Linked DNA regions of Mus musculus: region 2 is linked to region 1. The links are chromatin contacts, called in public Hi-C maps. All regions are on one chromosome and are shown on one strand. Each heading gives the region's core, a stretch centred on a gene start, on an enhancer-like site or on the middle of the called end of the contact. The rest is flanking DNA. Distances are from core to core; before and after follow the strand shown. Region 1 has its middle 16 kb from the start of Gm41512. Region 2 overlaps C2cd2 (C2 calcium-dependent domain containing 2).

The links. Hi-C and Micro-C count contacts between places; a contact is called where the count stands out from the background.
Region 2: a Hi-C map of trophoblast stem cells shows a contact between it and region 1, with 1.5 times the contacts expected there. The contact joins two enhancer-like sites. A contact is called at or near these places in 8 of 484 Hi-C or Micro-C datasets (the G1E-ER4 cell line, differentiating embryonic stem cells, embryonic stem cells and 3 more) and 1 of 9 other capture datasets (liver).

Annotation. Positions count from the first base shown.
Region 1 is chr16:97,684,353-97,689,169 of GRCm38.p6, reverse strand. No RefSeq gene overlaps it. Among named protein-coding and RNA genes, the nearest start is that of Gm41512, 16 kb to the right of the region's middle. Within about 2 kb of position 3,044, at least 33 of the 459 cell types and tissues checked have an H3K27ac peak or open chromatin away from gene starts, as enhancers often do. A contact at or near this core is called in trophoblast stem cells, where this site is marked.
Region 2 is chr16:97,870,271-97,875,054 of GRCm38.p6, reverse strand. C2cd2 (C2 calcium-dependent domain containing 2) reads left to right here. Exons shown (of 14, transcript NM_174847.2): 12 at 4,775-4,784. Among named protein-coding and RNA genes, the nearest start is that of Mir6964, 4.6 kb to the left of the region's middle. Within about 2 kb of position 2,179, at least 22 of the 459 cell types and tissues checked have an H3K27ac peak or open chromatin away from gene starts, as enhancers often do. A contact at or near this core is called in trophoblast stem cells, where this site is marked.

The sequences.
Region 1 (4,817 bases), core at 1,795-4,294:
TAACTGGTGGCTTGTACCACCATTTGGGATGAAGATAATGTCCGTCAGTAGCCTGCAGCCTCTCCTTGTCCCCATAACAGCTAGTCTGTGTCCTTCTATACCTTCGGTCCTTTGTGAATTCCACCCCAGCATCATGCCCAGATCTCTTTTGTCTGTCTGTCTCTGAGACTCACTTTCCCTAGCAGAATATGCTGTGCAGCTTATTGGTTTAAGTATTAAAAGATGGCCAACCTCTCCTTTTGTACTCTTGAGAACTCTGAGGTACCCCACAGGGCCAGCTCGCTCTAAGAGTGTCACAGATAGAGCTCTAGAGATTTTGCTGTGGGAAGCAAAACCCTAAGAGAGAACTACAGAGAGAAACAGGCTATACCAAGTCACCATGTTACCTACATGTCACACAAAGGACATCAGGATAGCCATAGAGGAGTTGCCTGACTGAGCTCAGCCTAGCCCACAGCTCATGAGGGAGTTTGTATAATGGCTGTTTTCCCTGTGAGGTTTTCAGGTGACTGTCACATGTACTTTCTCTCTGATCTAGTGTCAGATGCTGCTCCCTGCAGTCCCTCATTCTACTGTGCTGGTCCCTTGCTGCTCAGACAGTGTGTGTTTCACAGATACTCTAAGTGTCTGGAGGATGAGTGGAAAACTGTAGACACTAGGTAAAAACGTCTTATGAAGGAAGGATATAAGGGAAAGAGGAAAGGAGACAAGGAGAGATGAGGGGAAGCAGGTCACCTGAGAAGGACTGGGCTGGAGCTCAGGGCAGAGTACCCGACTGGCATGCCGGAGGCTCTAGTTACATCTCTAGCACCACAGACAACAGCCAATCAAACACATGGCAGGCTGCCCAACATACCATAGAAGACCCATAAAATAAATTTCACATTCCACAAATGCCCTTTGCAGTGAGCAGGGCTGTGTGTGAGAATGGAGGTGAGGAACAGACGGCTCTACTCACTTAGCCTTGCTTGGGCTGGCCTGGCTCTAATCTGAGGTGTCCACATAAGCTGTCCTTTTGACATTCCAACGTTTCAACTGTCTTTCCCTGGTTCAGGATGATAATAAGAAGGGAAACCTCATGTCTCCTCATATTAGCAAGAGTACCTAGTGAGACAAGTCTCAGCCACAGCAATGCTATGCCACTGTTGGGTTCAGGGGTAGAGAACATCCTAGGAGGAAGCTCACCCAATGCTGTTTTTTTTTTTTTTTTTTTTTGAGCTGAGGTTCTCCCACATGATGCTGGTACTGGAGAACACTGGAAATTAGCTTACATATAGATTCTTGCCCAGCCTTAGGCAGACTCAAAACACCTGATGGGAACATACATGTGTCAGCTGGCCCTTTCGAGTCTGTTGCTGATGGCTCCAGGACCACCCTGTGTAAACTGCTCTCTGGGAACCTATCCTTTTTCAGAGTTCTATGCTGTTGAAGATGGTGGGAGGGAATGCCCTGGGAGCCAGCCAATGGGTTCATTTTCAGGAAGTTGCCCACCTTGGGCTCCTTTCCCAGGGCCCGCATGTGGCTGCTTGCACCATGATTCCCTAGAAGACAACTCCTAGGAATCATGAGGTCAGAGGGTCATGTCACTACAGAGGCTCTAGTGCCTCTTCCTGCTCTTTCCTCCTACCTTTGCCACCACAGAGGAGCACAGTGCATGGGCCAGGGTAAGAAGGATGAAGAAGGGCTCATAGAGTTCCACAAGGTAGGGCAAGGGATCTCTGTGACAAGCATGGACACCAGCTCACATTTGTCCTACCGTTTTATATCCTGCCTTCTGTATCCTGGCTATAAATGATGGCAGAGCTAGGCTTTGTTACAGAGGCATGACAGAGACATCCCTGGATAGGTTGGCAGATGGATGAATGAGTGGGTAGGTGGATGGAGATTTAATGGAAGGTAGAGAGGTAAATAGATGGAGTAGAGTGGGTAGATACATGGGTAGATACTAATTAAATGGATGAATAGTTGGTAGATTCATGGATGCTGGAAGGATTGAAGGGTGAATAGGCAGATGAGAAATGGGGAGTAGGTTATGGATGGGTGAGCAGGTGGATGATAGGTGGTTGAATGTGCAATTCTCACCTATGGGGTCTGAGGCTTGGGTTTAATGCTCACACTCTTGCCAGTCTATCACTGTGGAGGTAGAATGCCTAGTGAAGGGTGTTATCTGGGAGGATTGAATATGATAGGAAGAAGATGTGAGGGGCAGGAGAAGGATGATGATGTGGTGGGTGGGAAGACAAAGCAACAACACGGTGGAGGGAGACAGAGAAGGGGATAAGGAAAGCGGCTAAAGTAAACTGAGTCTAGTCGCTTTGAAGTTTCCCCCGTTGCAAGCCCAATTATGTCTAATAACAGCTTGCAGCAACTTGGCACCTTTCCCCTGGAGCTCAAAGCCTTCCCTGACATTCTTCAGAGGGAAGAGGAGGTGTGTTATTACTGTCACCAGTTAATAATGAATAAATGAGATCCAGGGAAGTGGAGGAGCCCAAAGTTACAGGCTTCTGGATCAGGGGAGGGACTAGTCAGAAGAAGCATATCTCTCTACAGCCTGAACATTGCCAGACCTTCTGAGTTACATACCTGCCTTGCCTGAGCTTTCCCAGGGCCAGTGAGAGAATCAGAATTTGTAAGTCACAGATTGCCATGAAACACTGTGAGTTTGCAGCTATGACAAGCTCTTTCACCAAGTCTGTCCTAAGCCACTGGTTGCATCAAAGCTAGGACCATCTGAGGGCGAATTTGGATTGTAGGGGCCAAGGTTACTCTTTGGGAAATGACCCAGGGTCCATGAGGCATGATACAGCCTCCTAGAAACCTGTAGGCTTTTCTTCCTTTCTTGCACAGGTACTCATGGCTTCAAGAAGCTTGGCTCCTCTGATCTCAACTTCTCATCTTGTCCCTCTCTTTGATGAGTGGGTTCCACTATTCCATGGGACCCACCCCTTCCCAGTCTGCTCTTCTAAATCTCTCTTCCCTGCAAGCACTTAACCACAGTCTTCTCTGTCACCAGGTCAGGGGCTGTGGGTTCTGCTGGAGGACAGAGGTAGGTGGTTGGCATTCCTGGCACCTGAGTCATAGGTAAACTGTTAAGGCAGCTCCACCCAGCAGCCCTGCTCCCCCTCCTTGTGAAAAACAACCAGAGCAAAGCAGCCAAGAATGTCCCTGAAGGGCCAACTTATGGGTGTTGTTTTTTGGCTTCCTTTCTAGAAGCACTCTTTGTATCTTTATTGAAATGAGAAAAATGTAGTGTTATTGATCTTCAGTGGCTGCAGGGAAGTCTTGTGCAGACTGGCACAGGGCTGTTGATCATCTGGGCCTGGGGCAAGGAGTCACTGAGGGCTCTTCCTGAGTGTTCCCAGGCTCTGCTGCTGAGCATCTGGTAAACACAAGCTACTGGAGTGCAAGCTGTGAGCAGAGGGTGAAGGTGGTTCATAGACCAACGTGCATGGACTCCATGAGGCACATGGGTCTTTCTGTTTCAGTAGTGATCTGGAGCCACATGGAAAGACCCCATACTCTAGATATGAACACTGCAGTGCTTGTTAGGCAAAAGATTGACCCATCCATGGAAGATACATGGGTGGGAGATGATATATGGATGGTGGATGATAGATGGCTGATACGTGGATGATGAATGACTGGTGGATAGATGGGGAAATGGATGAAGGAATGGATGGTCATAGAAATAAGATCCTGGGTAATGAGGAGATTTGGGATTCTGCCAAATTCTCATTTGTAGCAGGGTGTTCAATGAAATGTTTATAAAGGCCAGGCTTCAGTATGAACTGTAGATGGAATTGCCTGTACTTCTTTCTGCTCAGCAGCCTACCCAAGACCTGAGCATGGAAGGGTAGGCAACAGAACGGGTAACATTGGTGGCCAAGGGAAGAAGGGTACTCAAAAGGATGAGCGGCCTGAGAGCAGGGTAGAGTGGCCTTTCGTTCCATGGCTCTCTGCCTGCTTCTCATGCCAGCTGCACCAGCCAGGCTGGCATTCCTGAGAGTCTAACCTGGGTTCAGCCCTGTTGTTTTGACAGGGCCTTCAGGTGACCCAATGATATCTGTCCTTTCACTGGATGCCTTTCATCCAGTGCAGAGAGCTATGAGTATCCTGCCATCTTACAACTGACACAAAACCAAGGCATCTAGAGTGGGCCCTTTCAAACTGCTCTGACATGGTGAGCTGCCAGTGAAGGCTTTGGATCAGGATGGGAGGAGGGACTGGAGGGAGCCCTGTCTTTGGTCACTGGTTCTCTGGAGTGGGCAGCTAGTAAAGACTGAGAAGAAGGTGCTAAGTGCAGCCTGCCCAGCCAGGCCTCCAAGCCTTCTTATGTAGCCGCTGACACCTACACAGGCCTATAGTAGCACTCCCTGTCAGAGGTAGAGAGGCTTCTATCTACAAGCGAATGAACAGAAGCTTTGAGTTCCCCAAATGGCCTGGCAACTGGAAGTGTTCAGAGCTTCTGGAAGCTATAGAGTATGGCAAGGACATCACTATTTTGTCACAGTTAAAACAGGACGAATGGTGAGGTCAGATTGCCATCCACAGCACAGAGGGAGAACTTGAATTCCCAAACTCTGACTACCTTTTGTGCTTGTCCATATTCTAGGTGGGAATTGACATTTGGATCTTAATTTAACCTAATCATTTTTCTTCTTTTAAAAAGAGGTCCTTAATCCAGACTTTAGTTCTGGCTGCTGGTATATTTATACCAGAATGGCAACAGACACAAACTTGAAGGAAGACCCAGCCAAGTGTTGGGGCCTATGCCTGCATAACTGGAGTTTCTCAGGGTCACATTTTCTACCTTGGGC
Region 2 (4,784 bases), core at 930-3,429, 190 kb before region 1:
TTTGGTAGCAAATAGAAAATGAAAAAGCTGGGAATGTCAGGTAAAGGGAGACTGGGGACATAGCTGGGCCCCTTGGTAACTTTATGAAAGCTATTTTATCGTTTGGCATGTGGATGACGTCAGAGCCATTGGGTGAGCGACACTGGGGACAGCGTGGCCTGGACACTGTGCTTTCTCCACACTGTCCACACAAGCATTTAAGAGTCATTTTCTGAGCTCTCTGGGTACCTTTTTAAAGTTATTTTTACATAGCTGCAATCAATCAGTTGACAGAAACAGCTTCATGGTGGGAAAGCTTATTTTGGCTCCAGTTTTAGTCCCTCATGGGGTTGGGGAGAGGCATGACTGTGTAAATACATAAGGAGTCAGGATCATATTAGACCAGGACATAAAGAGATTCTAAACCCAGGGCTATCCCCTTCAAAGCCTGTCCCTAGTGTCAGACGTCTGCCAGCTAGGCCCCACCTTCTAAAGGTTCCACAGCCTCCCAAAATAGTGTCATTGGCTGGGGAACAAGTATTCATAACATGAGCCTATGGGAGACATTTGATATCTAAGCCATGGTATTGCATCCTGGCTGGCTCCAAAGGTTCACAGTCATCTTATAATGCAAAATACAATTAGTTTAACTTTAAGAGTCCCCATAAACTTAATAGTTCCAACACTGTTCAAGGATCTGAGTGTAGAGTTTTGTTTTTGAGATTCAGGGATGTCACTTAGTTGTGAGCCCCTGTAAAACCAAAAGGAGAGTTAGATATTTCCAGACTGCAAGGGTACAGAGTAATCGTGCCCATTCAGAATGGAGAAATGGGGGGATGGGAGGAAATTTTAGACTAGAGGGAAACTGAACCATATCAGGGCACTGAATGCTGTAGTCCTGTGTTTGGCATTTAATGCATGTGGTGGAAATGATTGGAGTACCAATAGACACAGACAATTCCACTCCTGCACATTTGCCATTTGCAGCCCATGTGGCCTGTCTCTTGGGCTAACTCCACTTATTACCTACAGCTTTCCTTGGGACATGTCTTATGGTCCTGGCATTGACAACATCCTGGGGTCTCTACTGCAGCTTAGGCTTCATCCTCAGAGATTCTGCCCAATGAGATGCTCCCCACAGGAAACCTGAAATGAATAGTACTTGGCCCTACACACTTTCCTTAATTTAGGTGCAACCCTGTATGATCCCATAACACCTGTTTACTGCATGCTTGAAAACCTAGCACTGAGTGGACAACCCTACGTTTCACTGATCACTTGATAGGTAGCTAGGCCTTCCTAGTATCATGACCACAGTGACTTCTAAGTGCCTAGATGAGTGAACCTGTGACACATTTCTCTATGAAGCCTCATTCAAGTATCTTTCGAATGAATACATAGTTTTATATGCTGGAGGCATCAGGGGTCTCACCAATTCCTGAAATATCCTGAGAGCATCCTTCCTACATCCTTGTACATACTATTTGACTTCTTCCTAATGGTGCTTAAATAACCATGGCCACACCTGCCACTTGCTTTGGCAGTTTGAGATACTCTTCTTTCCTAACCAAGCACTTCATTTTTCATGTCTTTCTGCTCTAATTTCTATTCTTACACCCCACTGTAAGACTGGCTAAAGCAGCCAGTAGTAACCATGCCATGGCCTGAATGCTGCACTATAAATTCTGCCTCTTTATAGTCCTAGAACATAGGTAAACTATAGGCAAATTCTGTGCCAAAATGTAACACAGATAGTTTCTAATCCTGTTCCCAGTGGAGTCCTTGTTCCCATTCCAAACTCACTGTTTCTCTCAGCACTCAGGTCTTCCATACAACCACAGGAATAAGTCTAAGGTCTAATTACAGTATTCTAGAACCTTTCTTCCTATTCAAAAATATTTTTATGTTTTGATTCAATGTATTTTGATCATATCCGTGATCACAACTCCCCAGTCCCCATCTTCTCAGACCTCCCCCAACACAAACCCTCCCACCTCATGTCTCATTCTGTTTTGTTTTGTTTTTTTAATAAACTGAGTCCCTACATGTATGAGGGGCCATCCACCAGAGCATGGTTAACCCACCAGTGACTACAATCCTTCCTGCCCCGAGCAGCCATCAACTCCCAGTAGCCCTTCCGCTATGAACAGAGCGATGAACCCGCTCATGCATGTGGAATGTTGCCTGGCTTGATCTTGTGCAAGTAATCACTCCTGCTGTGCTTCCTGCGTACCAAGGCTGTTTCATATCCAGGGCACAGCAGTGTACAGCCCTCTTTCCTGGCCTCTAGCTTTTTCCTCCTCTGCTTCCAGAGTATTCCCTGAGCCTTGGGGAGGTGGTTTATTCTCAGAAAATTTTCTTTTATGAGTCTCTGCATTGACCACTGCCAAAGGAGGCTTCTCTGACAAAAGTTGAGGTTGACACTAATTTGAATGAGAACAAATATTTCTGACCTCTATCCATTTAGCAAAGCAACAATAGACAGTTCCTCCCAAGCTTGGGCTTTTGACCAAGTTTATAGGATCAGGAGTCAATTCCTTCCTGTGCAGCTGACTTCAAATCCAAAAGGCAGAAGGTTACCCCGTAGTAGTCATGCCGCTATTGCACTAGTCATACATCTTGCCTGTCAGGTCAGTACAGAAGAATGCAGAGTTTCTGCTGTGTAAGCCCACTGATTCTTTTTCTCCCCCAGCTGCCTGCATAGCACCTTCTAGCAGGGAGGAAGTTTTCAGGTCAGTTCCAGCTTTCTCTATGTTCTAACTGAAAGTGTGTTGTGTCTTCAACAGTAGGTCTTACCTTCTAGTTTCGGTGAGCCACAAGAGCAATGGCAATAGCCTGTGTCATTTTGTGAGCCTCCAGGGCTTCTTCAGGGGTTTTTCTAGTTCACATATCCAAATTTTTCCACCATTCCTTCCACAAGTCAGTTCCAAAGGCCCAAACCACATAGGTTTCACAGAAGCAACAACCCACTTTTGTACCAATTTTTCTGGATTAGTAATTTTGTATATTCTGTATCGCTATGACAAAGGGATCTGGCAGAAACATTAAAAGGGAGAAAAGGATTGTTTTAACTCACTTTTTTAAGAGTAAATGCATGGTAGCCAGAGTTTGTGACAGAGCCTGCTCATATCATGGGTAACCAGGTAGCAGAGAGGAAGTTCAAGGTTCCATCCCTAAATGTATTACAGCCTCCAGAGTAGCACCACCATCTCAGAAGGCCCCTAAACACTGGCCTCTCAGAGACATTTCTCATTCAAGCTGTGACAGTTCCAATTCTGTATTTTTGGATTATTTTCAGATAATCAAAATCTTGAACAGGTATCTTCCTGTCTAGACGTCAGTGTGAGGACCTGAGCTTAATCTGCAGTACCCACCTAAAAAGCAAGGAGTGGTTGAGCAAGCACTCCTTTAAGCCCAGCTCTGGGGCCAAGTGTGTAACTGTAGAAACCAGACCCTGTGACCTATGGCCATGGCTGATGTCCTGCTCCTAAAACAGCTTTATTGTCCTGGTTCCTTCATTTGCTTCTGCAGTTCTGGGAATCAATCACAGAGCCTTGTGCATGCTATGCAAGTGCTGTATCATTGTTACACCCTGGATCCCTTTTTGTCATGTTTCATTTTACCTTAGCAGAATAATATAAGCTATAAGTACAAGCTCTCTGGAGGAGAGACCCCTCTCCACCTAGCCACCTACCCGATGACCTGGCATCTTTTCAAGTGGAGATTTTTTTTTTTAAAGAAAGAAAAAAGAACTCACCTGATGGAGCTAGGGATGAGCAAATGACAAAACACGCAGGCTCTGTCAGCAGTACTTAATACTTTTATGACACAGGAAGGGCCAGCTCTTAATAGCTTTATTGGCTTCCTTGGATTCATATTCTGTGTCAGCCACTTTTGGAGGGAGGAGGAGTTATGTGCCTTTGTGAGATCCAAATTTTCCCAATGTTTAAAACTTTCTTTTCTTTTCTCCTCCTCCTCCTCCTCCTCCTCCTCCTCCTCCTCCTCCTCCTCCTCCTCTTCCTCTTCCTCCTCCTCCTCCTCCTCCTCTTCCTCCTCCTCCTCCTCCTCCTCTTCCTCCTCCTCCTCCTCCTCCTCTTCCTCTTCTTCCTCCTTCTCCTCTTCCCCTCTCTCTCTCTCTCTCTCTTTCTGTATATATGTGTATGAGAGAGAGAGTAAGAATGAATGAATGAATGAATGAATGAATGAATGAATGAATGTGAGGGTCAGAGGACAGCCCACAGGAATCTGTTCTCTCCTTCCCCCACTGGGTCCAAGGAATCAAACTAAGGTTAGATCATTAGACTTAGTGCCTTTTCTTCCCGCCCCACCCCGCAACCGCTCCCGAGTCAGGGTTTCTCTGTGTAGCCCTGGCTGTCCTGGAATTCACTTTGTAGACCAGGCTGGCCTCGAACTCAGAAATCTGTCTGCCTCTGCCTCCTGAGTGCTGGGATTAAAGGCGTGTGCCACCACTGCCCGGCCATAGTGCCTTTACTTCCTGTACCGTTTCCTCTGCCCACAATTTATTAATTTTTTTTGTCTGCTGACCTTTGCCATTTTACGTAGCCCTCTTAAAGTTTTACCAGAACCAGGCCTTGCCTGTTCATTTACAGGTGGCTCCTAGCTGCTTCTACTTTATGGGGAGATGAGTTGAAAAAACCTCAACCCCTTATTTTCTCCCTCCTTCCAAATGCTTGCCAACCACTGCTTATAGACTGTTCCTGCCCCTGTGCTATGGGCGATCGCTTGGCGCTTGTGAGGTTTGCTACTGAACTCGGTGCTACTTTCCTTCTGGCAGAACTGTTGGT